Linked DNA regions of Mus musculus: all the other regions are linked to region 3. Evidence: chromatin contacts called from public Hi-C, HiChIP or PLAC-seq, Micro-C and promoter capture Hi-C data. All regions are on one chromosome and are shown on one strand. Each heading gives the region's core, a stretch centred on a gene start, on an enhancer-like site or on the middle of the called end of the contact. The rest is flanking DNA. Distances are from core to core; before and after follow the strand shown. Region 1 holds the start of 5430400D12Rik (a long non-coding RNA gene). Region 2 holds the start of Fanci (Fanconi anemia, complementation group I). Region 3 holds the start of Ticrr (TOPBP1-interacting checkpoint and replication regulator). Region 4 holds the start of Zfp710 (zinc finger protein 710). Region 5 holds the start of Mfge8 (milk fat globule-EGF factor 8 protein). Region 6 has its middle 9.6 kb from the start of Gm24224. Region 7 holds the start of Abhd2 (abhydrolase domain containing 2).

The links. Promoter capture Hi-C pulls out the DNA fragments that hold promoters and counts their contacts. A called contact is a pair of places that touch in the nucleus more often than the background predicts. HiChIP or PLAC-seq counts read pairs in DNA pulled down with a chosen protein or histone mark. Capture Hi-C pulls out chosen DNA fragments and counts their contacts.
Region 1: a contact with region 3 is called in a promoter capture Hi-C map of pancreatic islet. The contact joins the promoter of 5430400D12Rik here to the promoter of Ticrr in region 3. A contact is called at or near these places in 3 of 484 Hi-C or Micro-C datasets (the G1E-ER4 cell line, adipose-derived mesenchymal stem cells and cortical neurons), 1 of 115 datasets of contacts at active chromatin or transcription factors (embryonic stem cells) and 2 of 9 other capture datasets (adipose tissue and pancreatic islet).
Region 2: a contact with region 3 is called in a Micro-C map of embryonic stem cells, with 3 times the contacts expected there. The contact joins the promoter of Fanci here to the promoter of Ticrr in region 3. A contact is called at or near these places in 5 of 39 promoter capture datasets (the C10 cell line, embryonic stem cells, fetal liver and 2 more), 7 of 484 Hi-C or Micro-C datasets (the G1E-ER4 cell line, LSK cells, embryonic stem cells and 1 more), 12 of 115 datasets of contacts at active chromatin or transcription factors (the SCID.adh cell line, astrocytes, embryonic stem cells and 3 more) and 2 of 9 other capture datasets (adipose tissue and liver).
Region 4: a Micro-C map of embryonic stem cells shows a contact between it and region 3, with 2.1 times the contacts expected there. The contact joins the promoter of Zfp710 here to the promoter of Ticrr in region 3. A contact is called at or near these places in 3 of 484 Hi-C or Micro-C datasets (all in embryonic stem cells) and 3 of 115 datasets of contacts at active chromatin or transcription factors (the SCID.adh cell line and embryonic stem cells).
Region 5: a promoter capture Hi-C map of pre-B cells shows a contact between it and region 3. The contact joins the promoter of Mfge8 here to the promoter of Ticrr in region 3. A contact is called at or near these places in 5 of 39 promoter capture datasets (the HPC-7 cell line, liver, pre-B cells and 1 more), 3 of 484 Hi-C or Micro-C datasets (Sertoli cells, embryonic stem cells and natural killer cells) and 1 of 115 datasets of contacts at active chromatin or transcription factors (embryonic stem cells).
Region 6: a contact with region 3 is called in an H3K4me3 HiChIP or PLAC-seq map of embryonic forebrain, with 3 times the contacts expected there. The contact joins the enhancer-like site here to the promoter of Ticrr in region 3. A contact is called at or near these places in 4 of 39 promoter capture datasets (the HPC-7 cell line, embryonic stem cells, hippocampal neurons and 1 more), 3 of 484 Hi-C or Micro-C datasets (the G1E-ER4 cell line, the HPC-7 cell line and palatal mesenchyme) and 5 of 115 datasets of contacts at active chromatin or transcription factors (embryonic forebrain, embryonic stem cells, memory CD8 T cells and 1 more).
Region 7: a Hi-C map of erythroblasts shows a contact between it and region 3, with 2.3 times the contacts expected there. The contact joins the promoter of Abhd2 here to the promoter of Ticrr in region 3. A contact is called at or near these places in 3 of 39 promoter capture datasets (liver, pre-B cells and stem cell-derived epiblast-like cells), 3 of 484 Hi-C or Micro-C datasets (CD4 T cells, CD8 T cells and erythroblasts) and 3 of 115 datasets of contacts at active chromatin or transcription factors (bone marrow-derived macrophages, memory CD8 T cells and pancreatic cancer cells).

Annotation. Positions count from the first base shown.
Region 1 is chr7:79,918,924-79,922,115 of GRCm38.p6, reverse strand. It overlaps 5430400D12Rik (a long non-coding RNA gene), which reads right to left and starts at 1,467. Exons shown (of 2, transcript XR_003946805.1): 1 at 1,177-1,467; 2 at 1-1,067. Ap3s2 (adaptor-related protein complex 3, sigma 2 subunit) reads left to right here and starts at 1,476. Exons shown (of 6, transcript NM_009682.3): 1 at 1,476-1,607. The coding sequence starts at 1,539.
Region 2 is chr7:79,390,662-79,393,811 of GRCm38.p6, reverse strand. It overlaps Fanci (Fanconi anemia, complementation group I), which reads right to left and starts at 1,474. Exons shown (of 38, transcript NM_145946.2): 1 at 1,421-1,474. It also overlaps a transcript of Rlbp1 not described here.
Region 3 is chr7:79,658,009-79,661,593 of GRCm38.p6, reverse strand. It overlaps Ticrr (TOPBP1-interacting checkpoint and replication regulator), which reads right to left and starts at 1,398. Exons shown (of 22, transcript NM_029835.1): 1 at 592-1,398. The coding sequence starts at 1,254.
Region 4 is chr7:80,024,685-80,027,837 of GRCm38.p6, reverse strand. It overlaps Zfp710 (zinc finger protein 710), which reads right to left and starts at 1,610. Exons shown (of 5, transcript NM_175433.5): 1 at 1,355-1,610.
Region 5 is chr7:79,147,548-79,150,679 of GRCm38.p6, reverse strand. Mfge8 (milk fat globule-EGF factor 8 protein) reads left to right here and starts at 1,620. Exons shown (of 9, transcript NM_001045489.1): 1 at 1,620-1,785. The coding sequence starts at 1,713.
Region 6 is chr7:79,361,857-79,365,024 of GRCm38.p6, reverse strand. No RefSeq gene overlaps it. Among named protein-coding and RNA genes, the nearest start is that of Gm24224, 9.6 kb to the right of the region's middle. Within about 2 kb of position 1,439, at least 137 of the 459 cell types and tissues checked have an H3K27ac peak or open chromatin away from gene starts, as enhancers often do. A contact at or near this core is called in the G1E-ER4 cell line, the HPC-7 cell line, embryonic forebrain and 2 more, where this site is marked.
Region 7 is chr7:79,271,110-79,274,632 of GRCm38.p6, reverse strand. Abhd2 (abhydrolase domain containing 2) reads right to left here and starts at 1,367. Exons shown (of 11, transcript NM_018811.6): 1 at 1,294-1,367. It overlaps Gm31510 (predicted gene, 31510), which reads left to right and starts at 1,604. Exons shown (of 2, transcript NR_169073.1): 1 at 1,604-1,666; 2 at 2,776-2,941.

The sequences.
Region 1 (3,192 bases), core at 218-2,717, 260 kb before region 3:
TCCTCTCTTGGGTTCTGGGCATTGAATTCAGTTTGCCAGGCTTAAAGGGCAAGTGAGTTTGCCTGTGGAGCCATCTCCCAGGTCCTTACTCTGTTTTTTCCTTACCTCTTTAATCCACTGTGGCCCTAACATATATGAAAGTATGAAAAAACTAAGCTGCTTTTTCTTCAAAGTGTTAATCAGTTATCTCAATAGCACTTGTGGAATTCCTTCCTACAGCCAAACTATGATAGCCCCTACATCATATATTAAAATTATTTCATGCCAAGGGCTTGGAAAGACTACATCTCTTCCAAACGACTGGAGTTGCTCCCAGCATTCACTTCAGCTGCTTATAAACTCCAGCTCTAAGGTGGCCTCTTCTAGTCTCTGAGGGCACCTGAAGCAACATTTGGACATATACACATACAACATAATTAAAATTAAATCTTTAAAATTGTTTACCACAGACTATTGTGTTATAGTTCAATAATACTTCACCTTTTAATTATGATTTGAGGCTTGTGAGGTAAAGGCACTGCCAAGTCTGATGGCTTACATTAGATCTTTTACACAGCAAGAGAGAACTGACTCCCCAAATTGTCCTCTGATTTCCACACATGCACCGTTGCAGGCGCGTGGGTCCTCTCCAAAAAAATCCATATAAATGTAACTTTAAAACATACTTCAAATTATCCTGCTTGGTTTGATTGGTGGGCAAAGCTGGTTCCTTCTTGCTACTCTGTTTTAGAATTGTCTTTGACATTTCCGTCCAACATTTGAATCATTTTGTCCCACTTCAATGCAATAGTCATTTGAATTTTTATTTACTAAAATCCCAGGGATGTATGTGGTGGTGCAGGCTTTTAATCCCAGCATTTAGGGTCACAGAGGCAGGCGAATCTCTGAGTTCAAAGCCAGGCAGGGCGACACAGTGAGACTCCGTTTCAAAGAAAGATAACATATAAACAAACAAACGAATAACTAAATGAATAAATAAATGAGAAAAGGTGTTACCAGTTTGAGACCAACCGTTCCGTTTATGTGGGATTGGATGAGAGATCCCGTATGATGTCAACTTTCACCATCTAAAGGAGAGAATGACCGTTTGACTGGCAGACTTTTGCCTAATTCACTGCAACATAAAAGCCTAGCTTTTGCTAGTCCAAGGTTAGAAGAAGAAACACAAACACCTACTGGTCCCTCAAACTGGCGCGGCTGCTGGCAGGAATTGCCAGTCTCGATGCTTGCTGCCGACACGGTTGGCTCCAGGATGGAACCAGAATGAGGGGCTCAGTCCCAGCCAGGCTTGGATTCGTTCCCAGGCTGGCCAAGGCGACCGTGCTCCTGGGCTTCTACAGCCGTGCTCCCCAGGAAAGCGCGCCGACCTCTCAGGGTGCCAGAGCGGCAGGACACTTTAGTGCTCGGTGCCCAGGGGTACCGAGACTAAGTTTCCGGGAGCAGCTTTCAGCGGGACACCAACAGGAAGTGTTCGTGTTGTGCCGGAAGAAGGTGCGTTCTTGGAGCAGGTGGTACCGAGAGAAGCGGGACCGGCAAAGATGATTCAGGCGATTCTGGTTTTCAACAACCATGGAAAACCGCGGCTGGTCCGCTTCTACCAGCGTTTTGTGAGTGCAGCCCCACCAACCATGCCCCTGCGGAGCACCAGAGCCATCCCTTCCCCACGGCCCGCAGCCGCGCTCAGCAGCATCTCCTGCTCTGGCACCGTGCATGACCCACCCCCCTGCTCCTCCCTCATCCTTCCTGGATCTTGGCTTTTCTGTGTTTTGTGACACTTTCCCTTGGGTCTTAGGGACAGACTCAGTACACAGTGTGCCGCATTGAGATATTGGGTGACAGCCTCTGTCTTTAGTTTTTTGTTTCTGTATTTGTTTTGTTTTTTAAATTGATGAGCGTAGTTTTGTGATGATCTGGTCGTTGGGTTCTTTTACGTTTATTTTTTCTCAAGGGCATGGAGAGAAGTTCTTTCGTGGAATCACTTGCTTCAGCATTGGCTGGCACTTATCAGGGTTGGGATACTTTTTATCCTGTAAGGTTGCAGAAAGTCTCTTTTAAAATTAGGGGGAAATGAGCTATTTTTACAAGATGCCAGTTGTAGTGGTGCACACCTCAAAGCTCAGAACTCGGGAGATGGAGGCGAGAGGATCAGGACTTCAAAGTTATCCTCAGATACACAGCTAGTTCTAAGCCAGCTTGAGCTACACCAGACCGCATCTTAAGAAATCATATAATTAAACAAATAAACAAATGCCATCATGGAATGCCTCAGCAATGTTCGTGCACATTTGAATTTTCTGGAAACATTTCCTTTGGGGAAACGCAGATGCCGTTCTTTGCCTTCTGTACCCCAATATTTTATTCGTGGTTAGGTTTCAAAATATCCTCCTGAGAGACTGGTTCTGTCTGAGAGGGAATAAAATCAGAAGACTTTCAGGCTTCAGCCCCACCTTTTGTACACGTTAAGAAATGTCTTGCCGGGCGGTTCTGGCACACACCTTTAATCCCAGCACTTGGGAGGCAGAGGCAGGTGGATTTCTGAGTTCGAGGCTAGCCTGGTCTACACAGTGAGTTCCAGGACAGCCAGGGCTTTAGAGAGAAACCTTGTTTTGAAAAACAAACAAACAAACAGAAATGTCTCTGGGTCTTTTATTCCTTTTTTCATCATAAATGAAAAGTATTTGCTTTTTAAAATAGGATTTTCCAACTACGTTTTTAAATAGAACACTGAATACAACTTCAATTTTTTGTTGTTTATGTTTTTCAAGACAGGGTTTACAACTTCAATTTGCACGTGCATTTGTTTCTCCTAGTTTCTAAGTTTTTCACTGAGCTAAAAATCACTATACAGCTACTTAATGTATGCAGTTTAGTGGCATCTGTCACAATTTGAGAACATTTTTATCTCTATTAAAGAAACTTACTGTTAATAATCAACTACCCTGTTCACAATCAACTGCCCTGTCCCTAAGCAAGCAAAACCAAAACCCAACCAACCAACCAACCAACCACCAAAAGAGATCCTACCACAGCCTTCCACATCCTAGAGTTATAGGCATGCACCACTGTGCTCTGCTGGTCATCTGTGTTTCCCAGTAATTGCTCTGAACATTCATGTGTTGAGTTTTAGTATGGACATTTCTTTTTATTTCTCCTGACTTCATATGTAGTAGAATCATTAGGCCACATAATAAC
Region 2 (3,150 bases), core at 225-2,724, 270 kb after region 3:
TGGAATCAACCAGACCCAAAGTCTACAAACGCAGCGAGCTTCTCCACAGCTCTAAGCCACTCTGAAGCTGGGGTGCTTCATGCTGGGTTTCACTCCTTCTCTACCAAGGATGTTCTTATGCACGTAACCACCACCCAAGCCGGAGGTCGTGAAAAGGTACACAGAGCTAATTCTGTTTCTGATTTTATCACTCTTCTAAGAACAATAAATTGTTTTCTGTCCTTCAAATCCCCAACACCCTTATAAACGATTTCTCATCTGAAACAAAGATACCCATCCTTGCTCTCAATTTCTACAAAGTCTTCAGACCTCGGCTCAACTCACTCTCTCTCAGATGCTCCGGTGTTACCTCCTCTACAAACACCAGTGAAATTCCTTCCACAATGTCACTAACTTTTTAAACAATTTTATTTGATGTATGAGTGCTCTGCTGCATATACATCCCCCTGCCTGAAGAGGGCATCAGATCCTCCTATAGATGGTTGTGAGCCACCAGGTGGTTGTCGGGAATTGAACTCAGGACCTCTGGAAGAACAGTCAATGCTCTTAACTGCTGGGACATCTCACCAGCCCCCCTCCCTCCCCCGGCAAGTTCTAATATTACATTTTAAATTAATGGCTAGGTCCCCCACTGGTCTACAGTTCCATGAGTATTTCCAGTTTGGTTTATCGTTATCTTGAGCACAGTAACAAGCTTATATTAAGGACATAAGAAATATCTGATGTGGGCCAGAGGGCGTAACTCTGCCGGTAGAACTGCCTAGCAGGCCTGCCGCCCTGGGCTGGATGACGTCATAACCCTAGACTTGTATACACCTAGCATGTTGATGCTCTCCTGTAATCCCAGCACTCAGGTGGAAACATGACCAGGCACACTCTGTAGCCAATATAAGACACTGACTCAAAAACAAAACTAAAAGGAAACAGAAACTATAAAATAAGGCAGCTAATGTAGATTTTACTACCTTAACTTCTATATACGGTGCCGAAAATATACTAAGTGCTTATAGTGGTGGCTGGGTGATTGCTTTGTATATTAAAATAAACGCTATGTAAATGGAGAAATTAAATAAAACATCTGGTGGGGTCGTTAGCTTTTGGAGCTCCGTTCTGCTCGACAGTGCACGTCTTGAGTATCCTGCCTATCCTATGCGAAGTCAATGGCCTCTCTTCCCACTGGCACTGGGCTCCACGCGCGAAACCCGGCTGCGGGACCCTCCAGAAGCAGGCGCTGACACTGCAGGGCAGGGCCAATAGGGAGGGCAGAACGGAGCGAGCCTCGCAAAAACCCGCCAAAGCTGATGTCCCCGACCCCTGCGCAGAAACCAGGCACGGCGGGACGCCACGTCGCAAGGGGACCCTGCCTGTCCTCACCGTCCCACTTCCTCCCTCCTTGTAAGCACAGACCCTGAACAGTCACCTCAACCTCAGCTCGGGATCCTTCCAAAATTCCCGCTCTACTCCACGCAGCCGCACTTCCGTTGCCCAGAGCAACAGGTCCCGCCCCCGAGGTGCACTTCCGACTTCCTAACTCTGTAGGGCGTACCATTTTAGATGACAAAGTGGGGGAATCTTTGCGGAGATGATGGCCCAAATTCGCGGGAGAGGGAGGTGCAACCGGCTCACACGCTTTGGGGGGAACCTCAGAGTAGCATGCGCGTTATGGTATGGCCGGGTTAAGCTTTCTTAGAGCTCTGTAGTTGAAGTCAGTGCAGAAGAGATTGAACCAATTGATGGAGGGTCAGGTCTTTTGCATCGGAAGCACCTCGCGCGCGCCCGCATGAGTGAGTGAGTGAGTGAGTGAGTGAGTGAGTGAGTGAGTGAGTGAGTGAGTGAGTGAGTGAGTGAGTGAGAGTGAGTGTGAGTGTGAGTGTGTGTGTCCGTCCGTCCCAGAAGCAGTGAATGTTCAATACATTCGTAAATAACCACCTGAGTGCACCGTCAAGATCAATGAAGCAGTGGACCGAAATTCTACTTTAGATTGAGGGTGCAGCTTGTGCACAGTGCCCAGAATCAACAAGCTCCTGGCTAGCTAAGCATGTGAAGGTGCTTAGGATGGTAGAGGAGAAGCAGAGGCATTACTATTTAGTGAAGCAAAGGATTCCTCTCGGGAATCACTCTTCTACATTTAGGTCTCCACACTGAAATATGAGAAGTTGTTAAAAACCAGCAGCTGAGGGTGAGGGCGATCCCTGAGGGGAATCCTTTACTTCACTAAAGAAACAGATGGCTTCATCCCATCTTCCCACAAAACCTTCCTTCCAAACTCCTTCTAGTTCCAAACTCCTTCTAGGACTGCACCATTCAGCTGTAAATCTGTTAACAATCTATACAGATTAAATAAGCATTCCATGTGTGCATCTAATAACACTTATTAAATTGTTTGTATGAATGTCTACCCCGATACATGAATAACATAGTACCTGTTTTTAATTTATTTTATTTATTAATTTTTGGTTTTTGTTTTGTTTTGAGACAGGGTTTCTCTGTATATCCCTAGCTGTCCTGGAATTCAATTTGTAGATCAGACTGGCCTCGAACTCAGAAATCCACCTGCCACTGCCTCCCAATGGTGGGTTTAAAGGCATGTGCCACCATTGCCTGGCTACCTGTTTTTTTATTAACATTAACTTTTTTTTGTTGTTGTTGTTTTTTTTTTTTTTTGGTTTTTTGAGACAGGGTTTCTCTGTATAGCTCTGGTTGTCCTGGAACTCACTTTGTAGACCAGGCTGGCCTCGAACTCAGAAATCCGCCTGCCTCTGCCTCCCGAGTGCTGGGATTAAAGGCGTGCGCCACCACGCCCGGCAACATTAACTTTTTGCTTATGTTTTCTTAGTCAGGATCCCACTTAGCCCAGGCTGGGTTTTAACTTGCGACATAACTGTGATTGGCCTTGATGTGTTTTGTAAAGTCAACAATATGTTTTAAAGAGCGAGGTACGGTGCAGTGGGTTAGGGTACCTCAGTGGGCCCACGCTAAGGCATCCTTCCCTGCAAGGTACCAGCCATAGGTCTAGTATAGCATAGAGTTTATTCTGTTGAAGGGGGGTTGAGAAGGGAGTAGAGACAGAGAAAGAGCGAGGGGAGAGATAGAATGAGAGAAAGATATGGAGCTGGAACAAAGAGACAAAGAGAAGACGCTGGCCAGGAA
Region 3 (3,585 bases), core at 149-2,648:
TTTTTAGAATAAATGGAAGATGACAGGTGTGTCTGGTGTGTCCAACTGGAACACAATAGAGAAAGAGCACAGGCCACAACAACAAAGGGGTTTGCTTTTGTTTTGGAGATGGGGCCTCTCTGCATAGACCTGGATGGAGGCTAGAACTAGAGAGAGACCTGCCTCTCTGCCTCCTGAGGGCTGGGGCGTCATCAGGCCGGGCCAACAACAAAGGTTAAGAGAGGTTTCTACTGCCTCAGAGGGAGAGGATTAGAGGTCCAGGAAGACACAGCAGCACTAGACAAAACAAGCGGCCAAGTCCTGTAGCCTGGCTGAACCAGGCTTCCACCATGCTGGAATACAAGTGCTGTGTAGCAAAACTAAGGACGCAAAAGCACCCAGGTACCAAAGCGCAGAGGCTCTTCCACACTCGGATTTAATAGGTACCCAGAATCTACCCATTTTGTTGGAGGAACGCTGTCCTTTGCGACCCGCAAGGGTTTCCCTCGGAAGGCACACGGGGTTCATTCTGGGTCTGTGGCACTTTACGGAGCCTGACAAGTTCAGCTGTCGGGGAGTTGCGGACCGGATCCAGACTGCTTCTCACCTTACCTTAGATCGCTCGGTGGTGTCCACCCAGTACAAGGTGATATTTCGGGCGATCATAACCTCTTGGACTCTCTTGGGCAACACCTTCTCCATCACCTGCTTGGGGGTGAGCGGCACGCGTTGAGCCTGTGCCTCGCACCCGGACACGAACTGAAGCAGCTCCCTCTGCGAGTGAGGACAGGGCGCCAGGAGGAAGACGGCGTTCCCAAAGCCCCCGAGCGCGGCCTGGGCCTCCCTGGCCTCGCCGTCGGCGTCCAGCAGCCTCCTGCCGCTACTCCGCAGGATCGGCTTGGTGGGCGACGTGATCTCCGGCCGGTCCCACTGGTAGTCGAGCAGCGTCTCCATCAGGGCACCGTGCGTGTGGGTGGCTCTGGGCGTCGGGCCCGGCAGGTGAGCTCCGGGAGGGCGATCCCCCAGCCTGGCCTCCAGCTCCTCCTCGAAGTCCTCCCAGGAGCGGCTCCCCAGCTCGCGGAAGTCGGACACGCGGGAGGGCCGGCTCCGTGCCCCCTGAGAGTCGAAGAACTTGAAGGTCCAGTGGACCCTGGCAAGGCCGAAGCGGCAGCTCAGGTAAGTGAGGAGCCGGAGGGCGGCGCGTCGGGCCGGGCTATGAGGAGCAGAGACGCCCGCTGTGTCCACCAGCAGCATCACTTTGTGACAGCAGGCCATCTCGGCCGCCACGGGACTCCCTCTGCCCGGCCGCGCGTGGCCCTTCCTGAGGTAAAGCACTCTCTTCAGAGAACCAGCGCCATTGCCCGCTTCTCTGAGGCCCTGCTCCGAAGGCTCCCGCGCTCTCCGACAGCTGCAGCTATTGGAGGAGCTGGTACCCAAACTCGGCTCCTATTGGCTGCAGGCTGAACGTAAGTTACGTAAGCACTTCCCTCTTTAACCCTAACTGGAAGGCGTGTGGAAGACCTCCGCTTGATTGGTGGAGGGTGTGGCGGTGGGCGGGGCGCTGAGTTCCGGGAGAAATGTAGTTCTCATTGGCCTGAGCCTTCGTTTTAAAATTTAAAGAGGCGGTACTTCGGGGGCGTGGCGGTGGGCGCGGAAGCCTTCGTTTGGGCTACTGTGCGCAGATGTGAGTGTGAGTGTGAGTGTGAGTGTGTGAGTGTGAGTGTGTGAGTGTGAGTGTGAGTGAGTGTGTGTGTGTGTGTGTGTGTGTGTGTGTGTGTGTGTGTGTGTGTCTGTACACGCGCGCGCGTACGTGAGTGTGTGTGTCGCCTGCGGAAGGCGGGGCGTGTTTACTAGAACCCTGAAGCCTGGGATGTGCACAGTGAGGGGTTTAGGATGCTTGAGTCAAGTTCACTTTAGACTACTCTTAAGTCTTTTAGCCTATGACGGAGGGCTTAATTTTTTTTTTCTGTAAAAGACGAAAGGAACATTTCATAATCCTCAAACTCGAGGGACGGAGGTAGGAGGATCGCAGGTTCCAAGCCAGCAGGGGCTACTTAGCAAGGCTGGAGCATAGTGGAAGGACCTCGGATACTCTATTGTAAAGGTCTGGAAGGCAGGGAAGTGTTTTCGGGAAGAAAGAGAAGTGACAGAAGAGCAATACGGGTCCTAGGTAGGAAAATGTAATATAAAGATACCTAATCAGACGTCTGCAGAGCACCTGGGGAGGCTGTTTTACAAACTAAGGAGTGAACACACCAGAGAGTACGCAAGCCAGTCCAATGGGTGCAGAAAAAAACACTAGAACGTCCGATTTCCAGCACCCGCCTTCTTACAGCTCATCCATTCAGTAGATTAGTGTTTTCTGAAGTCTTGGTTTTGTTTTACTTGTTTTTGTTGTGTGTTTGTTTTTGTGACTTTCTTTTATATTCCAAATTGGCCTCAAACTGTACCTTGTACTTCTCTGATCATCCTGCCTCCACCTTCCTAGTTCTGGGACTGTAGACATGCCCCTGCACCAAACGCAGTTTATGGGGTATTGGGGATCAAACCCAAGACTTCCTGAATGCTGGACAGTCAAGCACTGAACCAACATCTCCAACACTCATTCGTGTCTTCCTCCTCCCCCCTCCCGCTTTCTTTTTAACTTTATTGTATATGGGGGCAGGGAGGTGTTGCTAGGGATGGAACTCCCAGCCTGGCATGTTGTTAGCAAGTATGCTCCCTCTTGGTCTCATCTCTGGCCAGTGGATTTTTTTTTGTGTGTGTGTGTGTGTATGGGCGTTTTGCACATGTGCATGCCTGTGCTCAGAGATCAGAATAGGGTGTTGGATCCCCTGGAACTGGAGTTGCAGCTGATTGTGAGTCAGCCTTGCATGATGGGAATCGAACCCAGATCTTCTGGAGGTGCAGCAAATGCTTTAATCCACTGAGCCATCTCTTCAGCCCCTCATATGTGTTTCCTATTGGTACCACAGTAAGAGGATTTGGGATTATCTGATTGAGTTTTAACTTAAATGACTTAAAAAAAAAAGGACATGTGGCCTTATGAAAGTAAGTAAGCCACATATTATTAATGTTCCTAATATAATTATAAATCAATATATAAAAATAATGGAGACGACACCATTTCTAGAATGATAGCTTGCCAGCCATATTTTGAAATAAAAAGAACAATCTAATCAAATCTTACACTTAAGTTGTCTAGATAAATCTTGGAATTAATGAGGATTATTAGATTTCTGTTGTCAGTATTCTATTTTTAATAAAAGGCCTTACTCTGTAGCCAAGATTGGCCTCAAATTCTCTTAGGTCATCCTGCCTGAACCTTCACAGTGTTGGGATTGCAGTGTGTATCAGCATGCCAGGCGAGGTTATTTGAAACAGATTATTTTTTCTTATCAGGATAAAGAACCATGGACCGTAACCTAAATGTTTATTGTATTTTGATAATATGAAAACGAGTCACATTGGCATGTTCTTATAATCACAGTGCTTATGAGTCAGTCCAAGACCAGAGGGTCCACAGTTCTTGAGCTACATGGCAAAACTGTGCCTTAATCAAAGATAACAATTAATTAAGCAGGCAAAACCTTCTTCCTACCTGCT
Region 4 (3,153 bases), core at 361-2,860, 370 kb before region 3:
CCGCTAAGACCGTGAAGGAACTCTGCAGTGTCCGGGTGAAAACACACCCAGACTACTGCTCGGCCTGGTCGGAACCATCACGCAGGGCGTAGAGATACATTAATGACCGTTTTGGATTAGTTAAAGCCCACACAAGCACCTCCCTGGCCTCTTAAATCTTCCCAAACTACAGTTTAGACTGGAGGGAAGCAGTTGCAGGGACCATAAAAGTCATCTTAAAAGGCAAGTTGAAAAAAAAAAAAAAAAAAGAAAGAAAACCAACAACCCGCTACGCACGAGTTAGCAAGTCCGCAGCTGGGGCGGAGGGGTGGGGGGTAGCACCGAGGCCGGCTCGGTGGGGTCTGAGAGTCGTGGAGGGAAGACCACCCGATTCGGGGGGCTCCTCCGTCTGACGCCGACGATCACGCCCCACAGCTCCGTCCAATTAGGAAAATGACCGCGAGGAGAGGGAGAGGGGGCGGCGAGGAAGGGAGGCCGAGCCACGGGAGGCTCGAGATCTGCCGTGGGGATCTGCCCACCGGTTCCCGGCCCGGGGGGTGCGCCTTCAACAGGTCGGAGACGGGGCCACCGAGGTGGGCCGGGGTCCCGCGCTGGTGACGCCCGCTGCCCTCGAGGGGCGCCCGGCACGCCAGCTGCGCGCTGAGCCCTAGCCACCCTGCCGGCCGGGCCGCGCGGCCACCCCACCCGCTCCCGGAGTAAAAAGTTTGTGGGCAGCCGCAGGGGCGGGGCGGCGAAGGGTGAAACTTTGAGTCCCGGGCCGGGTGCGGGGGGAGCATCCCCGAGCGCCGCGACACCCACGTGCGGGCCGGAGACCGCCGCCGCCGCCTCCCCGGCCTCCCACGCTACCGCCGCGCTTTCCTTTCATTTTGCTGCTTCTCTGCCTGTGCCTCTCTCTCTCTCTCTCTCTCTCTCTCTCTCTCTCTCTCTCTCTCTCTCTCTCTCTCTCTCTCTCTCTCTCTCTCTCTCTCTCTCTCTCTCTCTCTCTCTCTCTCTCTCTCTCTCTCTCTCTCTCTCTCTCTCTCTCTCTCTCTCTCTCTCTCTCTCTCTCTCTCTCCTCTCTCTCTCTCTCTGTCTCTCTCTCTCCTCTCTCCTTCCCTTCCCCCTCTCCTCCCTCCTCCTCCCCCCCTCCAGACGCCATCTCTCTCTCTTTCCCCTTCTCTCGCTCCAGCTCTCCGGCATGAGGGAATGTGGAAGTGAAAGGAAAAGACGACATGTTTGCCTGCGCGCCGCCGTCCCCGGGGAGAGGCGGGGGGCGGGTCGACCGCGGCCGCAGCGACCCACCCCCGCGCCCCCCAGCCACCCCGCCGCGGGCCGCCCGGGGGCTGGCGGGGCCGCGGGCTCGCGGGACACTCACCCTGGGTCCGGGCGCGGCTCCTCGCGCTGGGGGCCCTCGGCTGGCCGGGCCGGGCGGGCCGGGGGCTCCTGCTGCCCACCGCCCGGGTTGCAGCTGCGCGCCGCCTCCACGCGCGCCCGCCCTGCTCTGCCACCCTCCCTCCGGCTCCTCTCTTTCTCCCCCCCTCTCTCTCTCCCTCCTGCTCTCTCTCGCGCTCGCTCGCTCTCTCGCTCGCGCTCTCTCCCTCCCTGGAAGAAGGGAATGAGGCAGGGCTGACGTGAAGGGATGCTAAACAGCTCCTCCTAAGCCTGCTCGCAGAGGAAGAGAGACAGAAAAGCAGCCCTTTTATCTCTCTTTTGTTTTCTCACTTCCTTCCACCCCCCCAGCACCCCCCTCTCCTCGGCCCAAGTTTTCTTTTTCTCTTTCTACCGCAGAGAGGATTTTTCTTCTTTTCTTTCTTTCTCTCGCTGCAACTCTCCTACTCGAATTGCAAGCCTGGAGGCTTCTCTTTTTTTTCTTCCCCTTCCCTCTTTTCTTCCTCCTTCCTCCTTTATTTCTCTAAAAGGGTTTTGTTTGCTGTGGGAGTTTCGTTTGAAAATCGAGTCACGCCTTTTTCCTTCTTTTCTTTCGCCCTCTCCCTCTTTTTTTTCCCCTCCTCTCAGCAGAAAAGGGGAACAAAGATTAACAAGCGGGGGAGAAGGGAGCGTCAGAACCTCGCATGGAAATGGGGGGGCTGTCCCTGCCAGGCACAAAGGGGGCTCCAGAGAGCAGCCCCCAGGAAGTCTGGGGTGCCCTATCCCAAATAAGAGCTAATGGGGGTTGGGGTCGGGGGAGCCCGAGTGGCCAGTCCTTCCGAATACGGGTTAGGGCTCAACCTGCCCCCTCCCCAGTCAGGGGTGGAAGCTGGGGGTGCTCTTCACTTAATATATTTTTTAAGTGGGCAGATGGGACTTAGAGCAAACGTCGCCGCAGAGCCCTCAACAGTAAAGAGCCTTTAAACAGCTGTTCGCAGAGCCCTGGACGGTCAGACTCGAGGGAACGGCCCCGGCTGCTATCACCGGGACCCGGGTGCGAATGGGGTTCAGAGGAGTTCGGGGTCCCTCGCATCCTCCCCAAGCCCAGGGCCTAGGCTCGACCCCGGGGTGCACTGCTGGAGGGCGCCGAGGCGTGGTCGTTCGCTGAGGTCTGGGCCCTTGTGGCTCCCCGCGGGGCCCGGGGTTCGGCATAGCCTGGCCTCCTCCCAGCTCTGGGACAGGCCGGACACCCCGCCTCCAACCTCCCGGACACCCGCCACTCAAGAGCTGCGCCGCTCGACTCCGACGCATGGGCGGGTACGGAGCCCGCGGACAGAGCGGGGCAGTGTCGCCACCAAGGGTCAATTATTCATGGGGCGCCTGGGCGTGCTCCCAAGACCAGCTCTGTCTTCGGCTTCTCCAGAGGAGTGGAGACAACACGGGGGAAAAGTTCCCAGAGCAAAGTTGGCCACATTTCTTATTTTCCCAAGTAAGTATTGAGCACCTGCTGGATGCCTGGCCCTTGGACTGGGGCTGCAGCTGGGCGAGAAACGTGAGGTCTCGGCGGGCCCAGACAAAGCGAGGGAAGCTGTGGCTCCGGACCAGGTCACCGAGCTGAAGGGAAGCCTGGATCCTCTCCCCTCCCTGCGCTCTTCCTTCCCCTTCCCTCCTTCCTCCGGGCTGCATCTCCTTGGCTCCACCCCTTCTCATCAATTCCTCCCACACTTCCCTGCTCTCCCTGGCTTTTCACTGGAGGGTCCCTTCTCCCAGCGAGGAGCAGATGCAGAGCCCCATTGTCTCTCCCCC
Region 5 (3,132 bases), core at 371-2,870, 510 kb after region 3:
CTAAAACTTTGTATAGTCACCACCACCACCACCACCACCACCACCACCACCACCACCACCACCACCACCATCATCACCATCATCTTGCAGTTATCATTTTGAGGCTTTGGGTCTTACATAGCTGAAGCTCAGTTTCCAACTCCTTGTCTAGCTGAGGACAACCTTGAATTCCTGGTCCAACTTCCCCACTTCCCACGTGTTGAGATTACAGGCCAGAAGCTTTTAAACAACTTTATCATATTATCATTATTACCATCATTATCATTAGTGTGTATGTGTGTGGTCACACATGTGACACTGGGTGGGTGCGTGGGTCAGAGGTCAGCTTTGTGGACTTGGGCTCTCTGCTTCTGTCTGCCTTCCTGATCGATTTGTGGGGATTGAGTTGAGGTAGCCGCACTCGCTCAGCAAATGCTTTACCCACTGAGCCATTTCTTTAGCCAGATCTATCTATCTTTCTATCTTTCTTTCTTTCTTTCTTTCTTTCTTTCTTTCTTTCTTTCTTTCTTTCTTTCTTTCTTTCCTTCTTTCCTTCTCTCTCTCTCTCTCTCTCTCTCTCTCTCTCTCTCTTTTTGTGATAGAATCTCATTCTGGTGGTTAGGGTAGCTGAAGATTCACCATGTTGTTCAAGCTAGCCTTGGACTTCCTTTAATAATCCAGTGTGCTGGCATTATAGGCTTGAACCACCACAGTGGCCAAAATCCTAAAATATTTCTAATTTGGGACTTTTACACAAGTTTGCCAATTCCTTTTTTTTTTTTTTTTTTTTTTGGCCTTTTCATGGTTTCTAAAGACGTTATGTCATCCTGTAGTGTCATTTTGCACAGATGTCTATCTAATGGAATGGTTGTGCATCTCTAAGCATTACTGCTAGGTCTTAAGGCGTTGATATGTGACATTTTGAAAGACATTACCAAATAAAGAAGCTGAGCTGGCGTATACTCTGTCCAAGGTCCGCGTGCCTCAGCCTGTTTGCCCCACAGCCTCTGCTGTTAACAGCCTGACACTTGCCGATCTGATAAAGGAGGAAACACTGTACTCATTGTAGCCTGAATTTGCTGTTCTCTGATTACAGATAAGAATTAGCATTTAAACTCTAAACAGTTATTTTTAATTAACTAAACAACAAATAATCAATAAACTCACACATTTAGGAAACAGGGTCCCATTCTATAGCCCAGACTAGTCTGGAACTCAATATGGATGGAGCCCACTCTGGGGATCCGATCTGGAACTGTCTGATCCTCCTGATTCAGCTTCCTAACAGTTGGGAGTACAAGCGTGAGCCACCACCACTCCTGGATTATTTTATTTTATTTATCTTTGCTGGGTTGGGGATCGAATCTAGGGTCTCCAGCATGCTTAGGAAAGCACTCCATTATCCAGCCACTTGTTAAAATTCCTCCTGAGCAATTTCCCCCTGTCCAGTCTATTCAGGAAGCCGGGGCCTGGCCTCAGGCTGAGGACTGGCAGCGGCATCAGGGCGTGGCTCGCCGGGAGGCTGAGGCACTGGACCCCCCACTTCAGCCCTCCCTCTTCCCACTGTGGTCTCGGAGCTCCGCCCAGAGTCCGCCCGGGGCTGTACGGGGCGGAGCCCTTGGGCCAGTGGGCGGAGCTGAGGCGCCTGATTTATTCCGGAGTGAGAGGAGCGGACGCAGGAACTCTCGAGTCCCAGCATCAGAGCGCGTGGACCTTTTCCCGCGTCCCGCAGCATGCAGGTCTCCCGTGTGCTGGCCGCGCTGTGCGGCATGCTACTCTGCGCCTCTGGCCTCTTCGCCGCGTCTGGTGAGTCCCTCTGGCCTCGCCCCTGTTCTGCCCGCCGCTCGGAAGTTCTCAGCGACGCCCTCCCTCTACTCCTACTGTTGACAAACTTGAGCAGAGCCTGGAGGGGGACGCTCAGGGGTAGGAGAGGCGAACGTGCCTCTGTGCTCTCTGCCCTGGGGCCTTGGGGCTGTGATAAGTAGCTTTTGCACTGAGTGGTGACCCTGGACACCCGGTGACAGCCTGGCCTCCCCCCCCCCCCGGCCCCCTCAGGGATGTGACTTACACATAACAAAGGAATCCGCTGCGTCGTGCCTCTTTCTTTTTTACCGCGTCTGTAAAGTGAGGCCACCGAACTGTGTCTGCTTTCCAATCCAAACAATTTGGGAGAGTCTAGGACTCTTGTGCGGGTACAACTCAAGCTAACGTTACCTGAAACTCTGTCCTGAACCCGCCTGGTTAGAGAATCCAATGAACTTTTGTGTCCCACTTGTTGGTGTTTGATCAGATAAGGGAAGGAATGACAGAGGGGTCAGTGCGAGAGACTGGCTTGTAGGTGGGGCTGGTCTGGAACTTAGAAAAGGGCTTCCTGCCCCCGGCTGACCTTGGCCAGCTGCTTTATCTCCCCTAACCCTTCTCCTCCTCCTCCTCCTCCTCCTCCTCCTCCTCCTCTGCTCTGAGGTCCCCAGTAGACGTCTGGGCTTCTTGCGGGATGCTGCTGGAGAGAGTTCATCATGAAAAAGCAGTGCCCACGTGGGGCAGCCCCTAAATCCTTTCTCATAGAAACGGGACTGGCGGCGGGACTGGAGTGATCACAGGCAGGAGAGATCACAGCTGTGTTCTGTCGCCCAGCACAGGATCTGACCTCGGGGTTGGAGCTGAAGGCATTGGGTGCCCCAAGCTTCCACGACCTGGAAACTCCTGGTCTGTCCACTCAGCTGGAAAGATGCTTGGGTCTCCTCTGACCCTTTCCACCCCTCCTCTTTGCCCCCCCCCCCCCAACCTGCACCCTGGCCAAATGTTCCTGGAGACACTTCCCAGAGAAGGACCCTGAAATCCCATAGGATTTTTAGAGGAGCTGGCCTCTCCTGGTCTCATATGCAGGTGGCCAGCCTCAGTCCCAACGCCACTGCTTCTGGCCACCTTCCACTTTCTGATTTCCTCTCTGAACCCTTGGTTTGGTTCCTGGTGCAGGTGTAGGGAAGGCTGAAAGCGGGGCCCTTGTTGGTATTGGGTGCCTAGGCCTTGGCCTATCCAGAACCTCCACGTGAGGCTGTGACTGTGCCCTTCCAGGTCAGAAGGGATTAACCTGCTATTTAAAGCAAGTGACTAATAGTTCTGCCACAGCGCCTTAGGGCTCTTGCTGAGGTG
Region 6 (3,168 bases), core at 190-2,689, 300 kb after region 3:
GGTGAGCTGGCCCCTCCCCCACCCCAGCCCTGGTCAATAAGGCAGCGGCAGTGGGGGAAAAGTTGCAAACTCAGGTATAGTGAAGGTCTGCCTGAGGCTGCGGGAGAGAGCCAGGTCACCTGGAATGGGTGTGGAGAGGTAACAGGGCACTACATGGATTTGTGCTTTAGGAAAACTAAAGAGGCCAGAATGAAGACCAAAGCGAGCCCAGCTCCTATCACCAGGAACCAGGTTCCCTCAGGAGAGCAGCCTGGGAGAGTGGCGGTTGGCCCTGGGGACCGAGGAGGTCAGCAATGATTTCAGGTGATGTTGACTGCTCTGTGTCTGTGGTCTGGGGGGCAGAATGCCCACCGAGACTAAGGGTGATCCTATAGGCGCTAGAAATGGACTGTCCCCAATTTATGGCAACAGAAGATTACTTGGCTAATGGGGACCAGTTATAGATTTCCTAATTGACAGGAGTCTAGTAAAAAGTTGTGAATTTTCTGAACCTCGCCATGTCAGTCTTAATCTACCAATTAGAAATTGATTTCAGCTTCTTTATTAGGCATTGGTGAAAGCTCTACCTATGTATACGCTAGGAAAAAAACAGCTGGAAAACATGGCAGACAGACTCTTCCAAAGGAGACAGCTGTCTGTGTTCTGGGTGTCTGGGGATAGTTGGCAAGCTGTACTCTGTAGCCTGTTGCTAAGGACCACTTCAGGAGGATGCTGGGCTGTAGCACCTGGAGGCAGCAAGGCCAGCAGAGCAGCCTTTGCTCTGGATGCTGTTGGGGTTCCTTAGCCAGCAGGGGCCTGCTCCTGTGTCCTTAGCTATAAACATAGTTTGGGAAAATTGACCCCAGGCAGAGGGGACAACTGTCCTTTGCTTAGCTAACAGGTGGAAGAAACTTGGCCCTCAATGGCTTGGTCTCTAAATGCCAAGCAGGCCCCTTTTGGAAGCATTTGAGTGATCTAATGTGGCTTTGAAAGAGAGTAAGGCCAAGACGACGGGTGGGTGGAGGGGCTTAGATCCAGATCACTCATGTTGTTGGGGTGAGAGGTGGGGGTGATGTCATAGGAGCCTCCAGGCCACCTGAGGAAATTCTCTGGTTTGGCTGTGGCTTTGCTTCAGACTTTCATAGGAGAAGAGTTTGAATTCTTAGGCCACAATGTTGTCATACCAGGGGATTTTCTAGAGGCAAGTTAAGGCTTTGTGGGTAAAGAAAACAATTCCAGATGATACTGTGACAGGATGCTGAGGTGACATGCTTCCTAAGAACTCTCTCATGTGCCTAAAGGAAGAAAACCCAGGGGTTCCTTCAACTCCACAAGTCCTGTCTCCACACCCCCACACCCACTTCCTCCTTCTTTTAAAACTGTCACTCAAGTCAGGATCAAGGCCACAGGAAAAGAAAAGCCTCTCACATCTCTAACACCTGCTTCCGGGGCAAACATAAACACGTGCTCTGTATCTCCGGACCTGGCAAACTCTATCTCAAGTCAGCCACTTACAAAGAGGGCTCTCATCCGGATGCCAGCCAGATAAGCTCAGCCACCCAGAAGGTTCAGCTGAGCCAGAGCGAGCCTGCCCAGGAAGGACCTCTGGCTTGGCAACCATCCACCCTTAGCCTGGTCACACTGAAGACCGAGGCACTCTCCTCATTACTGTGGCTCTCACCCGCTACAGTCACAAGACTACCCTCAGAATAGCAAGGAAACGGTCATGACGGTCAAGACTAGGAAGAGAGGCCAGAGACGGGGTTTTGGATGTTGCCTCGTGTCCTAACTAGGAAAAGTTGAATGCACACGCGCCTTCTCTCTCTTAAGATGAAGATGAGCTTAGGGGTCAGGGTTCACTCCCTTCTACGTGCAACTTCAGACACACTTAACAATGATGGAGAGAATGATTCACAAGTGAGTGAAGCAGCCTCAGAGATGCTATAGAACAAGGTAACAGGTTCAAGAGAGGTGAAGTGACTTGCCCGTGTGTCCGGCATGAGTCAGAGCCAGTGGGGGTGAGCAACCAGGTCTCCTGACGCTGGTTCTGTAACACCATGTGAATAAAGGAAGACACCCTTAGAGGAATGTTTCAGTAGATCCCAAGGTTCCCTGTGAGTGTAGGATACCACAGGCGTGAGAGGGATACACTGACACGTTTTCCACCTTCACTCTGCTCTGGCATGGAAGACACAAAGTTGGTGCAGGAAAGAACGGGCGTTCAAGTCTGCAAGCTTCCCTGCTAACTAGGCAGTCTTGATCATCATTTTGATGCTAGGTAATCCTAATTTGACTGAAGTCCATGGTTTCCAATTATTTGGGAAGCAGGGAGTACAACTGGAATAATATAGGTGCACTCCGCACTTGGGTCTTAATGTTATTCCAGCCACAGAATTGTCTACATCTATGTAATTTATATCCTTGATTTAAAAACAGAATACTCTCTAAACGCTAGAGCGAGGCAGCCCAGAGGAAGGAAAGCAGCCGACCTACATAGAGGGCTGTCCTCCCATTCATTAGGCAAAGCTGGCACCTCCACAGTCATGCCTCTGTACTCTCATTCAGGGCCAAACAAGAATTTTCCTGTCCGACTGCCACGGTCACGGTCTCATTTCCATGTCTGAGAGCCCAAAACTTAAATAAAGAGCCTCAGTTGATTTCATGTGAAGCAAAATGGAATGCCAGTGCCATTCAGAGTGACACACTAAGGAGGCTTCAGCTGGTACACGTCCCCTCCCCCAGCCCCAGGGAGGGCCTGGATCTCTAGGCGTATGGCAGCTCCACCTCTCCCCAGTGGGCCTCCAGGCCTGTTGCTTGGACCAGGCTCCCAGGACAACCTCCCACTTCCTCCTAAGTATGACAAAAGGGGGCACCCAAGCTTTGTCAGGACTTGGGAAGAGATGGCCTCGGGCAAGCAAAGGGAGCCCCTCACTTCCAGGGACGGTGACTCGACTCTGTGACCTTATTGCTCTCATTAAAAGTCTTCAGGGATGAAGGCAGGAAACAGGAACTGTGTGTGAGGCTTCTAGATTATGGCTGCGGTAGGGTGGAGGGAAAAATCGATAGAGAAGGATTCACTTCCAAATTGAGGGATGAAGGATAAAGTGCCAATCTGTGCTAAGGGAAATGCAACAGAGAAATGGCCACCATGAGAGGGGCACAGGGACAGGATTTGGTGAGTGTGACAAA
Region 7 (3,523 bases), core at 118-2,617, 390 kb after region 3:
ATCATGCTGACCGCCAGCAGCGTGGACTGAGCTGCTTTTGGCTGCCTACCCGGACAAAGCTTCATTTATCTTCACCTGGGTAAAGCGGGTTATAATTATTTCTTCTGCTTCCCGACCTTCAGAGGATTATGTCCTTCCTAGTCAAGCAAATGAGGGGAGGCAGTGAGGAGGGGAAATGCATTCTGCTTAGTGTGACTGTAACCCAATGGTCCTTGAAAAGCTCTGGGCACAGATCATGTTGACTCTGCCAATCCTGCAATCTCTCCCAAGCCTGTTCTTGGAACCTGCCTCTGGGCCAGGTAAAACTTGACCAGCTGGAGGTGAGGGCACCACAAAAGAGGAACCAGAAAGTGGAACCCCCAACTGCGCACTTAAGGTGAACCACTTGATTAACTCAGCATTCAATATAATCTATTCCATTTGTACGCAGGCATGCACACATGCATTTGAGAGCTAAGACCTCAAAAAAGATCATTATGGGTGTATTCAACATCCCCTTGGAATCTAGCCAACTCCGGTAAGTCCCATCCTCGATACAGTCAATAAATGTTGTTCAGAGTGCATGGGTGGATGGAGAAGGGCCTCACAGATGGCTCATACAATTCTCCCCTTCCTAAGCATCCCAGACAGGTGGCTATCATCTGGCCTCTGGCTAGGCACTTCCAAGGTCGATGCTCTGGCTGCTCGGCCTGGCAGGCAGCCCGGGGCGCTGCTGGACAGATCTTGTGGGGAAAGCCCACGAAGCACCTAGAACAGTTGCCCCACAAGCTCAATAAAGTGCGCCTCCAAGTAGGTCAAAAATTGCTTCCCTACAACTTGAACCCATCGGTCGTAGGTGAGCCCCGGGATCCCAAAATGCATCGGCCCATCGAAAGGGCTTGTAGTCAGGCCCTTTCAGGTTTCCAGCATCCTGCACTCTCTACCCTGAGTCTGGCCGGCCAGATACCTCCCCCAGGACCAAGACTTCAGCATTGATCAGAGCGAGGGATGGCAGCCAGGAGGCCTCCGTCGGCCTTGTCCCCAACCTCGGTTCCTCGAGCAGGAGAGGACAAAGGACCTTTAGGAAGGCGTATCCCACCAATGGGTTGGGCTGCCCCGTCATCAGACAAGCTGGCCCTCTAGATCCCCGCAGTGCCAGGTGACAGTCCCCCAAACAGTCCCCACGGATCCGGAGCACTCAAGCTGCGGCGCGATGGGCCGAGCCACGCTGGGGACCGGGTAACTCGGGGTTCTGGCCCGACGCATCCAAGGCGCGATCCCTGTTTGGTGGAACTCGCCCAGCCGAGGTCTTACCTTCTCTCATTGACTCCAGCAGTCCAACCCGCCCGGAGTCCGGTTCCCGCAGCTCCGCAGCTGCCGGCTGCGCTCATAGAAATACAGCCGGAACCCCTGGCCAGCGCAGCTCCCGCCGCTACCGGCCCCGCCCAGGCAACTGCCGCCACGCCCCTGACGACCGCCTCTGCTACGCCCCCAAGCAAGGCTCTCCCAGTGTCCATTGGATCACCCAGCCGCCACTCTATTTGTTCATCGCGCTTGTTGCGTCTATATGGTGGCCCATTGGTCAGTAGGACTGCTCCTCAAGGTGGAGGCGGAGATTCTTAGCGGGCAATTCTCCTATAATTGGTTACTTTTGATGTCTTTAGCCAGTGGGCCTAGATGCTATTGGGTAAGGTCCTCCCCGAGGGGCGGGATAAGGGGAGCCGGCTAAAGGATGGGTTATGTTTGATGGTTGATGATACGGAGTAGAGGAGAGGGCCTATTGTGATGGCTTTCTGAGTTCTGGGGCAGAAAGGTCCGGAGTCTTATAGAGATGAACTGGGGAAAGAGATAGCCCAGCCGTGGGGTTCTCAGCACTGGTGTGCCCAGGAAGATGAACCTGTAGCTCAGGACGTAGGTGTTTGAAGTGTGGAGTCCTAACTTAGTAGAGCAGAGGTGGTGAGTCACTAAACCAGAAAGCAAGAGGTGGAGGCGACAAAGAGGTGGAGGCAGCAGCCTTTGACCTCTTTCAGCTAGGGAAGTGGGTGGGAACATGCAGGACTTTATGGACCTGTTACAGTCCCTATGATCTTTCAGCTTTTAACCAGCCCTTGTGGTTGGAGGCCACTTGGAAGAAGTGACCTTTGAAGTCAGACTGCAGTCTTGGCCGTGCCTTTTAGCCTTTTAGAGTTCTCACTGACTATATTTGGTAAGTGCTGGTTGCTGATAGAAGATCAGTACAGTGCGTGGTGTTCCACGGGCGTTTATCAAGACTAGCTATTCATCACTCACCCTCTCCATCCATGCACCTAGACTGGGTTCTACCATTCTGTGAACCTGAGGCTCTGTTCGCAACGGCACGTGCCTGATGGAGAGAATACTGACAACCCGAAAGGGAGCTCCAGTGAGGCAGCCACCGACACACTGCCAAGGCACGCAGTGTGGCTCCAAGAGAAGAGGCAGGAGACAGAAGGAACACATAGCCAGAGGAAGGAATTTAGATTTGAAGCAATGTTAAATTTTCTCTTAATACATTTCCGGACCCCGACAAGGAAAGCATGAGCCAACTCAAGGAGGAGGAGCCAGCACCGGTCTCCTGTTTGTTATTCCAGCAGGAAGCTGAGGCAGGAGGATTGCTTTACTTTGAAGCTACATAATGAGTCCTCCTCTGTCACAATGAGGCCTTGTCACAAACAAACAAAGCAATGTGAGCAAGTAGCAGCCTTTGAAGGCTACTTAGTGCGGATCCAGAAGTCCCTCTAAAATATCCCTCAGACTCCCCCATTTCTCATTTTGAAGGTATGGGACACCCCAGAGTGTGGACGGAAAGACTCTTGGAACTGCATTGAACCCCAGACCTTTCAAAGCACCCATAACTGTGGGACAGTAGAGAGGAGGAGAGGCTCCATTGCTCTTCGGTTTTCCCCCAGTTGTCATGTTACCTCAATAAAGTTTCTCCTCAATATTTATTTATTCCTCTGTAATCTGCTCTCTCTTGACAAAGAGAAGGCCAGGCTTTGGTAGCAAAGGATTTCACTAAGAAACAACCTCCCCCATGGTCATGAGTTCTCTTCTGCTGAGATGGTTTAGACCGTGAGAGATGAGCTCTGGGTTTGTCACCAGATAAGGATATTAACCAACTGGATGTAGTCACCTCACTAATACACAGGTACCAAAGCATCGTGTGGTTGGAGAGCCGTAAGTATGCACAATTGTTGATTAAAACGAAAGTCTTAAAAATGGGGGATGTATATAAATAGATTTGCTGCCAGTCGAGAGAGTTGTATTCATGACTGTGGGTGCAGGCGTGTGTGCGTGTGTGGGTGCACACACTTGGTTCTGAGCTACAGCTTTCTGGTTCTTCCCTTTAAATAGAGTTGGTTGGTGGCTATACACAGGGCTGCACACGTGCTGAGGAAGCCGGCTCAGCCTGATATGGGTCTCCTCCTGCCTGTAAGTGCTGAGTCATCATCTCAGGCCTTGGGATGGCTGTGGTGACTCCAGGGATCTCAGATGAGTTCGCTAGTTTGAATCCCAGCCACAAAGG